Linked DNA regions of Mus musculus: regions 2 and 3 are each linked to region 1. The links are chromatin contacts, called in public Hi-C and HiChIP or PLAC-seq maps. All regions are on one chromosome and are shown on one strand. The core of a region is the stretch at or near the end of the contact, and the rest is flanking DNA. Distances in the headings are between cores, read along the strand shown. Region 1 overlaps Sun2 (Sad1 and UNC84 domain containing 2). Region 2 holds the start of Dnal4 (dynein, axonemal, light chain 4). Region 3 holds the start of Tomm22 (translocase of outer mitochondrial membrane 22).

Region 1 (3,310 bases), core at 500-2,999:
CACACACACCTCCTGATTCCAGGGCGTAATCCACCATTCCAATCCTGTCCTCACTGTAGCGCTGCAGGGCCTGCTTGACGATCCGGTGCACCTGCTAAAACATGCCCCAGGCAGACATGGGATGTGATTGGGGCATACCAGGTACTGCGTGCATATCCATGAACTGGCCCTGCTGAACTGGCACCAGTAGTACCCAAGCAGGCTTTGTTCATTCCACCACCCACACACACTGAGCCCAGAATCTACACCTGAACCTCCAGCCAGGAGGGTCTATCATGTCCTAACACACATGAAGAGCTGGCAGTGTGAGACTTCCAGGGGAGAGGCAGCGTGTTGGGGGAACAGTCATCCCTTACCTCCTCTGTCACCCCAACTATGCCTTCTTTCTGCAGTATCTGTCCCAGGGACGCTGCGGCCTCCCTGGCTGACTTGCCCTGCATCTCAGCCATCTTGGTAAGGATCTTGTTCTCCAGCTCCTGCAGCTGAGCGTGCATCTCATCTCTCTGCAGGAGCCCGCTGCGCGCACCCCTGTCTCCAAGAAGGAACTGCCTGATCCAGTCAGGGAACTGGGATTCCACCTACAGACAAAGGCAGTGTCACTCAGAAGCTTGCACTAATGGCAGGGGCAGCTATGACAGGGTGGGTGGGCTGTCACTGGAGGAGGAAGCAGAGCTGGAAGGGAAGGCTGGAGCCCCTGAGAGAGGTGTTAGAGGCTAGGAACTCTCCAGGGAACAGAGACTGGGATTGGAAAGCATTTTCCCCAAGAGCCTAGGCCTGCATCAGATCAGCCATGCATGCGCCTCTAGAACAACAGGCCAAAGACGCTGCTCCAGCTGACAGATGCCCCCTCCCAGGCAGGTGGTCTCAGAGGGGAGGTGATTAGTAGGGCTCTGGGTACTTCCCGCTCACATCAGCCCTGGCAGCCTGGATCTTCTGTGGCAGCAGGCCCACTTCATCTGCCACCGAGTTCTGCTTCAGAGTCAGGGCAGCCAGCTCCTGCCGCAGGCTGGCCAGCTGGGCTTCCAGCCGTCCCAGCTCCTTCACAGAGCTCTCCTGGAAGGCCTCCTGGGTCATGCTAGTTCCAGATGGAGGGAAGCAAGGTAAGGCCACACTGAGGAAGGATGAGGGACCCCTGACTGACTCCTGTCATAAGCTGGAAGCCCATCACTGTGTGTGAAGTGCCAGGGCTGCCCTTGGAGTCTGGCAGTAGAACACAGCCCAGGAGCTTGGGTTTGCCTGTCTCACAGCTAATTCTGACCTGATTCTCTGTAGGCTTGGACAGCACAGTTCACAATGCCACAGCCTGCCATGCCTTCACATCTAGGTCATAAGAGCAGAAGGCATACAGAAAAGACCAGCCCACAGGCTCCAGTTTCACTGCCGTGCCTGTCCCTGCCTCCCCAAGGCCTTACCAACCTGCCTTGTACCGTAGAGGCCATAGGCAGGATCCTAAGCTAAGTCTCAGTCAACCAGGCAGAACCCTAACGGGGTGGCAGAGCAGGCCATGGCCAGGTGGCTGCCATTACCTTTTCCATTCTGTCTTCAGCTGCTGGACTCGGGCTTCGGACTCCTAAGAGCAGCAAGAAAGGGCAAGAATAAGCCAAGATGAGTTCAGAGAAGTCTGAGAGTTCTACATGGGAGTGTTTGCTTAACCACGACCTTGAACGGGTGCCCCAGCGCTTTCAGCAAAGATCAAAGCAGGGGAAGTCCTGTGAGTCTCAGCCCTTATCAGACTCATTCCCACCTAGGTTATGTTCACTGAGCACAACACACTCAGCACAGACACCACCCTTGCACCATGCACATCCCGGGGTCACTGTGGACCGTCTGTCCAAGGCAAGTTCAGGCCCCAGAGAAGGCATGAGACTATCCCACCCCCCTCTACTCAACATCCCAGCAGTATCCATGGTAGAACCAAGGACAGATGTAATTGGGTGAGATCCCAGTGCAGGGCTGCATGCCTAGCCCACTGACCTGAGAGGCCTGGACGATCTTCTTGAAGAGATCTTCCGAGTCTTGGTGATGCTCTGCCCTCAGGGTAGCCAATTCTTCCTACCAGATATGAGGACTGGTTGTTTTGGGTGTTTTTTTTTTCTTCTTCTTCTTCTTGTTTTCTTTTGAGGCAGCATCTCTCTATATAGTTATGACTATCCCAGAACTCCCTCTGTAGACAAGGCTGGCCTTGAACTCAGAGATCTCCCTGCTTCTACCTAAGTGAAGTGTTGGGATTAAAGGTGTGCACCACCACACCAAGAGGGTTTGACAGCTGCCCTCGGAATACTTGTGACTAGACATGGTCTAACTGGGTTCCTTCTAGGGTTTTTTCCGGGAGTTTCAGCTCCTGGTCTTATCTACAAGGCTCTGAAATACAAGGAATACCACCTGTGCCTGACACGTCTCTCACCATGGAAGACGGATCATCTTCATCTTGACAGGGCACCTGGCAAATGGCCCTAAGTGACACACTACCATCTCCCCCGGGCCCCATGGGGCCTCCTACATCCCACATGACTGTCAGGGTTTTCTATGGCATTGCCTTTATGAAATGTGCCACCCCACCTCCAGGCAACAATGTTCTCCCACCTGGATATGAGCCACTGTGTCCCTGCGCAAGTCCTCCTTCAGGGTAGCCTCGCGGCGGCTCACCAACCCTTCTAGGAGAGACAGGGCATCTTCATGGCTCAGGCTACTGCCTCCTCCATGGCCAGCAGCCCCCTGCCGCAGCTCCAGGCGTTCCAGCCGTATGGCCTCCTTCTGCCAGTTGGAGGAAAAGTCTGCAGCAAGGGCTTCCAGACGCCGCTCCAGAGAGTGAACCCGGGAGAGAACGCGCTGCTCAGCCTGGTGGGCCGGAAAGACAGAGCATGGGCCCAGGGCAGCACACCACAGGCTTCCCGAGTATGCGCTGCTCAGCCTGGTGGGCCAGAGGAAAGACAGAGCATGGGCCCAGGGCAGCACACCACAGGCTTCCCGAGTATGCGCTGCTCAGCCTGGTGGGCCGGAAAGACAGAGCATGGGCCCAGGGCAGCACACCACAGGCTTCCCGAGTATGCGCTGCTCAGCCTGGTGGGCCAGAGGAAAGACAGAGCATGGGCCCAGGGCAGCACACCACAGGCTTCCCGAGTATGTGCTGCTCAGCCTGGTGGGCCAGAGGAAAGACAGAGCATGGGCCCAGGGCAGCACACCACAGGCTTCCCGAGTATGCGCTGCTCAGCCTGGTGGGCCGGAGGAAAGACAGAGCATGGGCCCAGGGCAGCACACCACAGGCTTCCAGAGTATGCGCTGCTCAGCCTGGTGGGCCAGAGGAAAGACA
Region 2 (3,355 bases), core at 99-2,598, 45 kb after region 1:
AGGGAAGCTATGAATCCTCGTATCACTGTACCAACCTCTTTCAGTTTCCTCACTCCTGTACCCCAAGAATTCCTAGCCACAGGGGAAGAGCAGAGCCAGACAGCAGGCCTGAGGTTCATCTGCAGACAGTGGCTACTGAGTGGGATACTGCGCAGGAAAGCACTGGGCTCTTCCCAGGAGGGAAAGTGTGAGGTCATAACAGACAAAAAGAAGAAATTAGGGGGTGGAGGTCAGTTTATAAAGTGCTTGCTACAAAAGTATGAAGACCAGAGTTTTCTATCCCAGCACCCGTGTAAAGGGCTGGGTGAGGCGGCCATGCCTGTGAGCCCAGCATTGGAGAGGCAGCTGAGAGGATGGATCCTTGGAAGCTCATTAGCCATGAAGCCCAGTGGTGAGCTCCTGGCATCAAAGAGGGAGACCCTGTCTCAGACAATAAGGTGGAGAGTGATTGTGAAAGACACCGAATGTTGACTTCCAGCCTCCACATGTAACTGCACACACAGGAACGCACATACACACAGAAAAAAGACAAGTGAGCAAGTACCGTCTACACTGGACTGGACCCTTTGTACTTCATTTGCCAAAGGAGATGAACTTCAGACTATTGGCTTTATAGATGCACTGACTGGTGCCCAGAGAGATCTTAGGTAGTTCTTACCAATGGGAATCCAACTTAAGTTTGCCAAATTCTTTGCATTACATAAAAGGTTAGGAGAACACACATCCTAAGGGGCGTTGACAGTTAAGTCCCACAACATCATGCTAGGACGTCAGAGTCCAAAAGGCCTTTGCGACCATTCAACCCAATTTCGACTTTATAGATGGGAAGACTGAGTGCCCCCCGTCGGGCAATAGTCAGCCTAGAATCCCAGAGTATCGCCAAATCTCCAAACCAAGTGATCTGGGACGAGGCGATTTAGACCACCAGTCAGCAGCGAGGTGGTGCGGGGACAAAGTGCAGTGGGAGTCAAAACAGGGAGGATGCGAGGGCATGGAGCTAAACAGGACCCAAGATGAGTGAGGAGGAGCGGCCTGCAAAGTGGTGCTGGTGCGCAATGTCACTGCCAAGCTCCGTGGTCTCCTACGTGGGACAAGGGGAGGTCCTGGGCCGGGAACCGCGGGCTGGGGACCTAGGTGGGGCCTAGCGTTGGGCCAGGCCTTGTCCGCCCCGCGCATCCTCCCGCCCTCCCTCAGGGCCAGCCCTCCCCGCCGCGCTGCCCTCCGCACTCCGCGCCCTCACCTGCTCCCGCGGGGGCCGGAGCCGAGGCCACAGCCAGCGCACCCCCGCCAGGGTTGTCAAGGAGCGAGCCAGAGTGTCTTAGCAACCATCACGGAAGTCCCGTCCCGTCACCGGACGTTGACAGCAATATCACTTATTATTGGTGTAGAGAAGTGCCAATTAATTCCGAAGGGGCCTAGGAGGCCGGAGCTTACGCGAGGGGCGTGGCTTAAAGACCGAGGAGGTGGGGCTTCGCTCATAGTCGTCTTAAGCCTGCCGGAGCAGCTGCGGACAGGCAGAAGTAGTCTTTGTAGAGGAACAAACTTCTTAAAGCTGTATTGCCCTGGGAGTTTTCGACATCGAAAATGACAAATGCAGTTTGTTGGTGTCGTGACGCTGATCTGCTATTTTACGACGACCGCAGGAGCCTGATAACCACCAGAACTTAGGTAGTGTTTTAGTCCTTTACAGTGAGTGACTGTCTCATTGATTCGCAACACAGTGCTTACTGTTAACAGCATCCGTGATCCCGTCTGGGCCAATGTGTAGAACTAGAGAGACTGAAGGAAAGAATCAAGGCATAACCTCAGAGAAGGAATCCAGATCTTTCCCTTGTGCAAACCCTCCAGGGTTGCTTTGTCCCAGGGGCTGGGAGACACCTGTACCATCAGATGCAGTTGTCTGGAACCTGCTTCTGATTCTTGGAAAGAAATGACCAAAGAGTGTTAGAGCCTCTTGCTGAGGGGAAGGTGAAGAAGAAGAATGGATCAGTGGAATGCCCCATAATCTAAACATTTATTCTATGCGTATCATGCAATCATTAATGAAGCCCCACTAGCTGGTGATTCTGCGGAAGGCACAGTTCAGAAGGTATAGAGCCATGAGAAGAAATGGAATCGTTTCCGCGTGCTTCTATAGCAGAGACTGGCAGGGTACTGGCTCTTTTTAAGTGGGACAACGAGGCGGGAAGAGCCCAAGATGACCAGAATGCTAATGGGAGCGGGACAGCGGTAGCTCCAAGAGGCCTGGGTGCAGGGTCAACGTAGTAGGAGTGCAGGGTCAACATAGTAGGTCAAGTAGAGGGGAAGACAAAGAAAGAAGCAGGGCAGAAGAAAGAGAGGTTTGAAACACAAGTGGCCCCTGGTGTGAGGTGAGATAGAGTCATTGGTTGCTGGAGAGCTTTGGGGAGAGTGGTAACAAGGTCTGATCTGGGACAGTGGATTAACCTAGCTTGAGTGTACAGACCCAGAACACACACATTGGGCTTGGTTTGAGACTTGGCAGCAGGAATTCAGCTCAGCACACGACAGTTCCTAGCTAGCCTCCCTGGAAAGTTCTGACTGTCTGTGGCGAATCTTACTCAGCCTTCAAATTTCCTTAATCCTCTTTTCCAACTTTCTCCAGGAGATGAAGGGCAGCCTTTGAGGGGGATGACGCTCTCACTTCTGTCACTTACACAAACGACTCCCCCAAAGGGGTCCTTGTTTGCCATCCTCTCTTTCTCGCCTCCCATTCATTCTCCCGCCCACCACAATCTGGCTTCCACTCCCACGATGTTTCTGAAATTCCCTCTCTTGTGGTTACCAGTGACCTTCTGAGGAGCAACAGCAATTGTTAGACCATCTTCCTTCCCTGCTGGCAGCACCAACCGCAGAAACCTTCACACAGTTCTCTATCACAGAGGTAGTACCTATAGATCTTTCTGCAGTGCAGATTCCAGGATCTCCTGCAACGGAATGGAGGATCATAGGGTGTTTTTCTGCAGGCTACCTTGTGGGAGCTACTGGGTAACAGGGTAACCTGGCTCTCTTGTGTCCCCCAGACCTCTAATTCATTTTTGGCTCCCATCTTGGGCTCTTGCTTTGGTCCTTAATATTACTGTGTTTTTCTGACAAGTGGTTATTGTTTCCATAGGAAATGTCAGCCAAGGGCTTATGGTTTGCACATTTGCTTTCCAGCTGATAACACTGTTGCAGGTGGTGGAACCTTTGGGACATCAGACCTAGCTGGTAGGCAGCTAAGGAACATGCCTTGAAGGTTACAGCCCTGCCCTGTCCTGCCCTGCTTCCTGCCTTCCTCTCGGCTACTGGAGCCACCAAGACACAGGAGCCACATCCTGGTTGACATGATTCCCCT
Region 3 (3,709 bases), core at 1,037-3,536, 58 kb before region 1:
AATTGCAGCTCTTGATCTTTCAAGGGCCAGGCCTGGAGATCTACTTTTCTCCCCTTTAACTCCGACATTTTCTGTTTCTATGAGGTAGGTTGCGTGTGTCCTACTGCTCGATGTGGAGGTCGGAGGGCAAATGTCAGGAGTCAGTTTTCTTTGTCCCATGTGGGTCCTAAGGATCAAACTCAGGTTGTCAAGCTTAGTGACTTGCGTTCTTACCCCATGAGTCATCTTGCTAGCGCTTAATACTGAAGAAACCAAGAGAGGATCCAGATGCATCAAATAGGTAGACATTATGGAATAATGGGGCTTGCTTGTGTCCGGATCACTGACTGTTTTTTGGCAACCATTTATTGAGCACTGCTGATGCTGGGTATCTTTTTTGGTTTTTTTTTTGGTTTTTTTGTTTTTTTTTCTTTAAGACAGGGTTTCTCTTGTGTAGCCTTTGCTGTCCTGGACGAAACTAACTCTGCTGACCCAGGCTGGCCTAGAACTTTGAGATGTGCCTGCCTCTGCCTCCTGAGGGCTGGGAATAAAAGTGTGCAACTGTGTTTAATTCTCATGACAACTTTAGTACTGTTTTTCAGTTGAAGAAACCGGTCCAGTGAGGTGAGGGCTAGAAGGGAAGGAGCTATAGCTGGAGCCTCAGGGTGCACTTGTATGTCCAAATGATGTGACTTCCCCTGCCAACACTGGCACTTTAAGCAGGGTGCTGGAGTCAGAAGGTCGTAGAGCGGCTGTACTGTGAAGGACTTATGAGCTGAACGCTGCCATAGCCCTGGTCTGTCCTCTGCTCCGGGCTCAGGATTTTCTGGATCGTCTTGTCCACCCCCCAGTGGTCTGAGGGTGACATTGTACCGCTCCACTGTTTGCTCTCTTGGCAATTTTGCAATAGTTGAAAACCCTTTTACTGTTAAGCAGACTCTCTTAAACTTACGTATAAGCCGAGCACGATGTTGCATGAGTTTAATCCCAGCACTTTGGAGGGAGAGGCAGGTGAATTTCTGTGCGTTGAATGTTTTCATAGAGAGTTCCAGGACAGCCAAGCCTGGAACTTAAAAAAAAAAAAAGTAATAATAATAGATCATGTTTGTGGCTCAGTTGGTAGAATAAAGGCCTGGTTTTGATTCCTGTGTGGTGACACACCTGTGGCCTTAGTTCGAGGTGGAGGCAGGAGGATCAGAAACTCAAGGTCATCCACAAAATGAGTTCAAGGCTAGCCTGGGCTACATGAAACCGTGCTTTTAATGTGTGTGTGGGCCCAGGGGTGGGGGGGAATGAAATGAATAAGTGGTTTAAAGATGCTTGCTGCTGCAGGGTGTGGTGGCCCACGCCTTTAATCCTAGCACTCGGGAGGCAGCGGCAGGCAGATTTCTGAGTTTGAGGCCAGTCTGGTCTACAAAGGACAGCCAGGGCTACACAGAGAAACCCTGTCTTGAAAAAAAAACCCAAAAAAATGCTTGCTGCTGAGTGTGAATTTGATCCCCAGGCCCCACGTGGTGGAAGAAAAGTGTTGTGAATATTCACCAGAGAAGACCGAGTAGACATGGGCTTTAAGCCATAGAAAATCTTTATTAGCCAGTGTTTAGGATCTCAGTATAGCCTAGCAAGCCTTTCTCAGAGTGAGCTTTTAAGCACACACTCGCACATACACACACACAACAAAAAACACGGAGTCAGTTGTGCTAAGGTCTGGGGCCCTGTTACAGAGAGGATCAACTGCAAGTGTCCTCTGACCTCCATAAGTACACATATTGCTCACTTGTGGTGGTGCACGCCTTTAATCCCCGTACTCGGGAGGCAGTAGCAAGTGGATCTCTGAGTCTACAGAGAGTTCCAGGACAGCCCAGGGCTATACAGAGAAACCTGGTCTCAAAAATTAAGCCGGGCGTGGTGGCGCAGGCCTTTAATCCCAGCACTCGGGAGGCAGAGGCAGTCGGATTTCTGAGTTCAAGGCCAGCCTGGTCTACAGAGTGAGTTCCAGGACAGCCAGGGCTACACAGAGAAACCCTGTCTCGAAAAACCAAAAAAAAAAAAAAAAAAAAATTAAATAAACAAAAACCAGATCTCTCTAAAATATGCAGTTTCGGAGCCAAGCCCAGACCCAACGGCACAGAATAGCTGAGAAGCACCCGCATCTCTCCCTGAACATACTCTTACAGTCAGTTGAAATTAAGAGGCTGGCGACACCAAGGGGGCGAGCTGGAGGAGACGCCAACGCTTTCTCTCTAGCCAGCCCGGCTCGCTTCCGGAAGACGCTCTGTCCAGGGGTGGGCCGCTTCGCCTGCTCTCTTCCGCTTCCGGTGTCCTACAGCCATGGCCGCCGCCGTCGCTGCAGCCGGCGCTGGGGAGCCTCTGTCCCCCGAGGAATTACTCCCGAAAGCCGAGGCAGAGAAAGCCGAGGAGGAGCTGGAAGAAGACGACGACGACGAGGTGCTAGGGCTGGCGGGGAGCGGGGCGAGGGCGGGCGGTTGGGGCGTGGACGCCGCGAGCCGAGAGGGCGGCTTCTCCGCGCGGCACGGAAGGGCCAGGCCCGGGGCTCGGCGGTTGCGGTGCTGCTGCCGCTTCACCGACGACCCACGCCTCCTCCACCACAGCTAGACGAGACCCTGTCGGAGAGACTCTGGGGTCTGACGGAGATGTTTCCCGAGAGGGTCCGGTCAGCCGCCGGAGCCACCTTTGACCTCTCGCTCTTCGTGGCTCAGAAGATGTACAGGTAAAAGGGCCGACGGAGAGCCACCGGGAGCGGGCATGGACGGGTGACGGGTGCTGTCAAAGGACAGCGGGCCTCGGGAGTCGCAGAGCAGAGTTTGAGTGACCTTGGATTCATTGTCATACCCCGAGTGTGGTTGGTCTTCTGCAGAAGGGAGTTCTTTTTTTTTTTTTAAAGATTTATTTATTTATTTATTATATGTAAGTACATTGTAGCTGTCTTCAGACACTCCAGAAGAGGGGGTCAGATCTTGTTACGGATGGTTGTGAGCCACCATGTGGTTGCTGGGATTTGAACTCTGCACCTTCGGAAGAGCAGTCGGGTGCTCTAACCCACTGAGCCATCTCACCAGCCCCAGAAGGGAGTTCTTAACCTGGCGGGGTCGTTATGAGACTAAGGTTACGTATATACGAGGCTTATAAGAATGCACTGTATCGCTAGGTAATTACTGCTCCTCTTGCCTCTGCCAGGACTCTGGGGGCAAGGAATTGGTAGGGTACGCTTTTAGAAGATCGAGGGCGGTACTGCACGTCCTGTTCCAGGTTCGGTCCTAGCCGGAGTGCCGGCTTTCCTTTTCATGACGCCTCATCCACTCTTTCCCTCTGCAGATTTTCCAGGGCAGCTTTGTGGATTGGGACCACTTCCTTCATGATCCTGGTTCTTCCCGTTGTCTTTGAGACAGAAAAGTTGCAGATGGAGCAACAGCAGCAACTGCAGCAACGGCAGGTGAGCACATGTTCTTCTTGGCGGTGGGCCAACCGCAGAGCCCCAGGAGATTGGCACTTAACCCCAAGTGGGAGCAGGTCCCTGTACTTTCAGGTACTTGGCAGTGTAGAATTTGCCTGCCCCTCATGTGTGACAGAAGGGACCGACGACTGGAACTATGCAGTATCTTAACAGTCTTTTTTTTTTTTTTTTTCTTTTCCAGATACTTTTAGGGCCTAACACAGGGCTGTCAGGAGGAATGCCAGGGGCTCTACCTCCACTTCCTGGAAAGATGTA

What was found. Hi-C and Micro-C count contacts between places; a contact is called where the count stands out from the background. HiChIP or PLAC-seq counts read pairs in DNA pulled down with a chosen protein or histone mark.
Region 2: a Hi-C map of CD8 T cells shows a contact between it and region 1, with 2.0 times the contacts expected there. The contact joins the promoter of Dnal4 here to the enhancer-like site in region 1. A contact is called at or near these places in 3 of 39 promoter capture datasets (embryonic stem cells, macrophages and neutrophils), 3 of 484 Hi-C or Micro-C datasets (CD8 T cells, liver and nephron progenitors), 5 of 115 datasets of contacts at active chromatin or transcription factors (the 230-238 cell line, embryonic stem cells and trophoblast stem cells) and 4 of 9 other capture datasets (adipose tissue, embryonic stem cells, liver and 1 more).
Region 3: an H3K4me3 HiChIP or PLAC-seq map of the SCID.adh cell line shows a contact between it and region 1, with 13 read pairs. The contact joins the promoter of Tomm22 here to the enhancer-like site in region 1. A contact is called at or near these places in 12 of 39 promoter capture datasets (the 3T3-L1 cell line, the C10 cell line, the HPC-7 cell line and 6 more), 1 of 15 datasets of contacts at CTCF or cohesin (CD8 T cells), 10 of 484 Hi-C or Micro-C datasets (the 4T1 cell line, bone marrow-derived dendritic cells, brown adipocytes and 6 more), 10 of 115 datasets of contacts at active chromatin or transcription factors (the 230-238 cell line, CD8 T cells, the HPC-7 cell line and 5 more) and 4 of 9 other capture datasets (adipose tissue, embryonic stem cells, liver and 1 more).

The regions. Positions count from the first base shown.
Region 1 is chr15:79,727,507-79,730,816 of GRCm38.p6, forward strand. It overlaps Sun2 (Sad1 and UNC84 domain containing 2), which reads right to left. Exons shown (of 18, transcript NM_001205345.1): 9 at 2,584-2,838; 10 at 1,975-2,052; 11 at 1,527-1,570; 12 at 910-1,075; 13 at 357-578; 14 at 10-94. Among named protein-coding and RNA genes, the nearest start is that of Sun2, 13 kb to the right of the region's middle. Within about 2 kb of position 1,750, at least 39 of the 459 cell types and tissues checked have an H3K27ac peak or open chromatin away from gene starts, as enhancers often do. A contact at or near this core is called in CD8 T cells, the SCID.adh cell line, cerebral cortex and 1 more, where this site is marked.
Region 2 is chr15:79,773,119-79,776,473 of GRCm38.p6, forward strand. Dnal4 (dynein, axonemal, light chain 4) reads right to left here and starts at 1,349. Exons shown (of 4, transcript NM_017470.2): 1 at 1,241-1,349. Gm30977 (a long non-coding RNA gene) reads left to right here and starts at 1,410. Exons shown (of 4, transcript XR_875488.3): 1 at 1,410-1,668.
Region 3 is chr15:79,668,582-79,672,290 of GRCm38.p6, forward strand. It overlaps Tomm22 (translocase of outer mitochondrial membrane 22), which reads left to right and starts at 2,287. Exons shown (of 4, transcript NM_172609.3): 1 at 2,287-2,427; 2 at 2,592-2,710; 3 at 3,316-3,433; 4 at 3,636-3,709. The coding sequence starts at 2,311.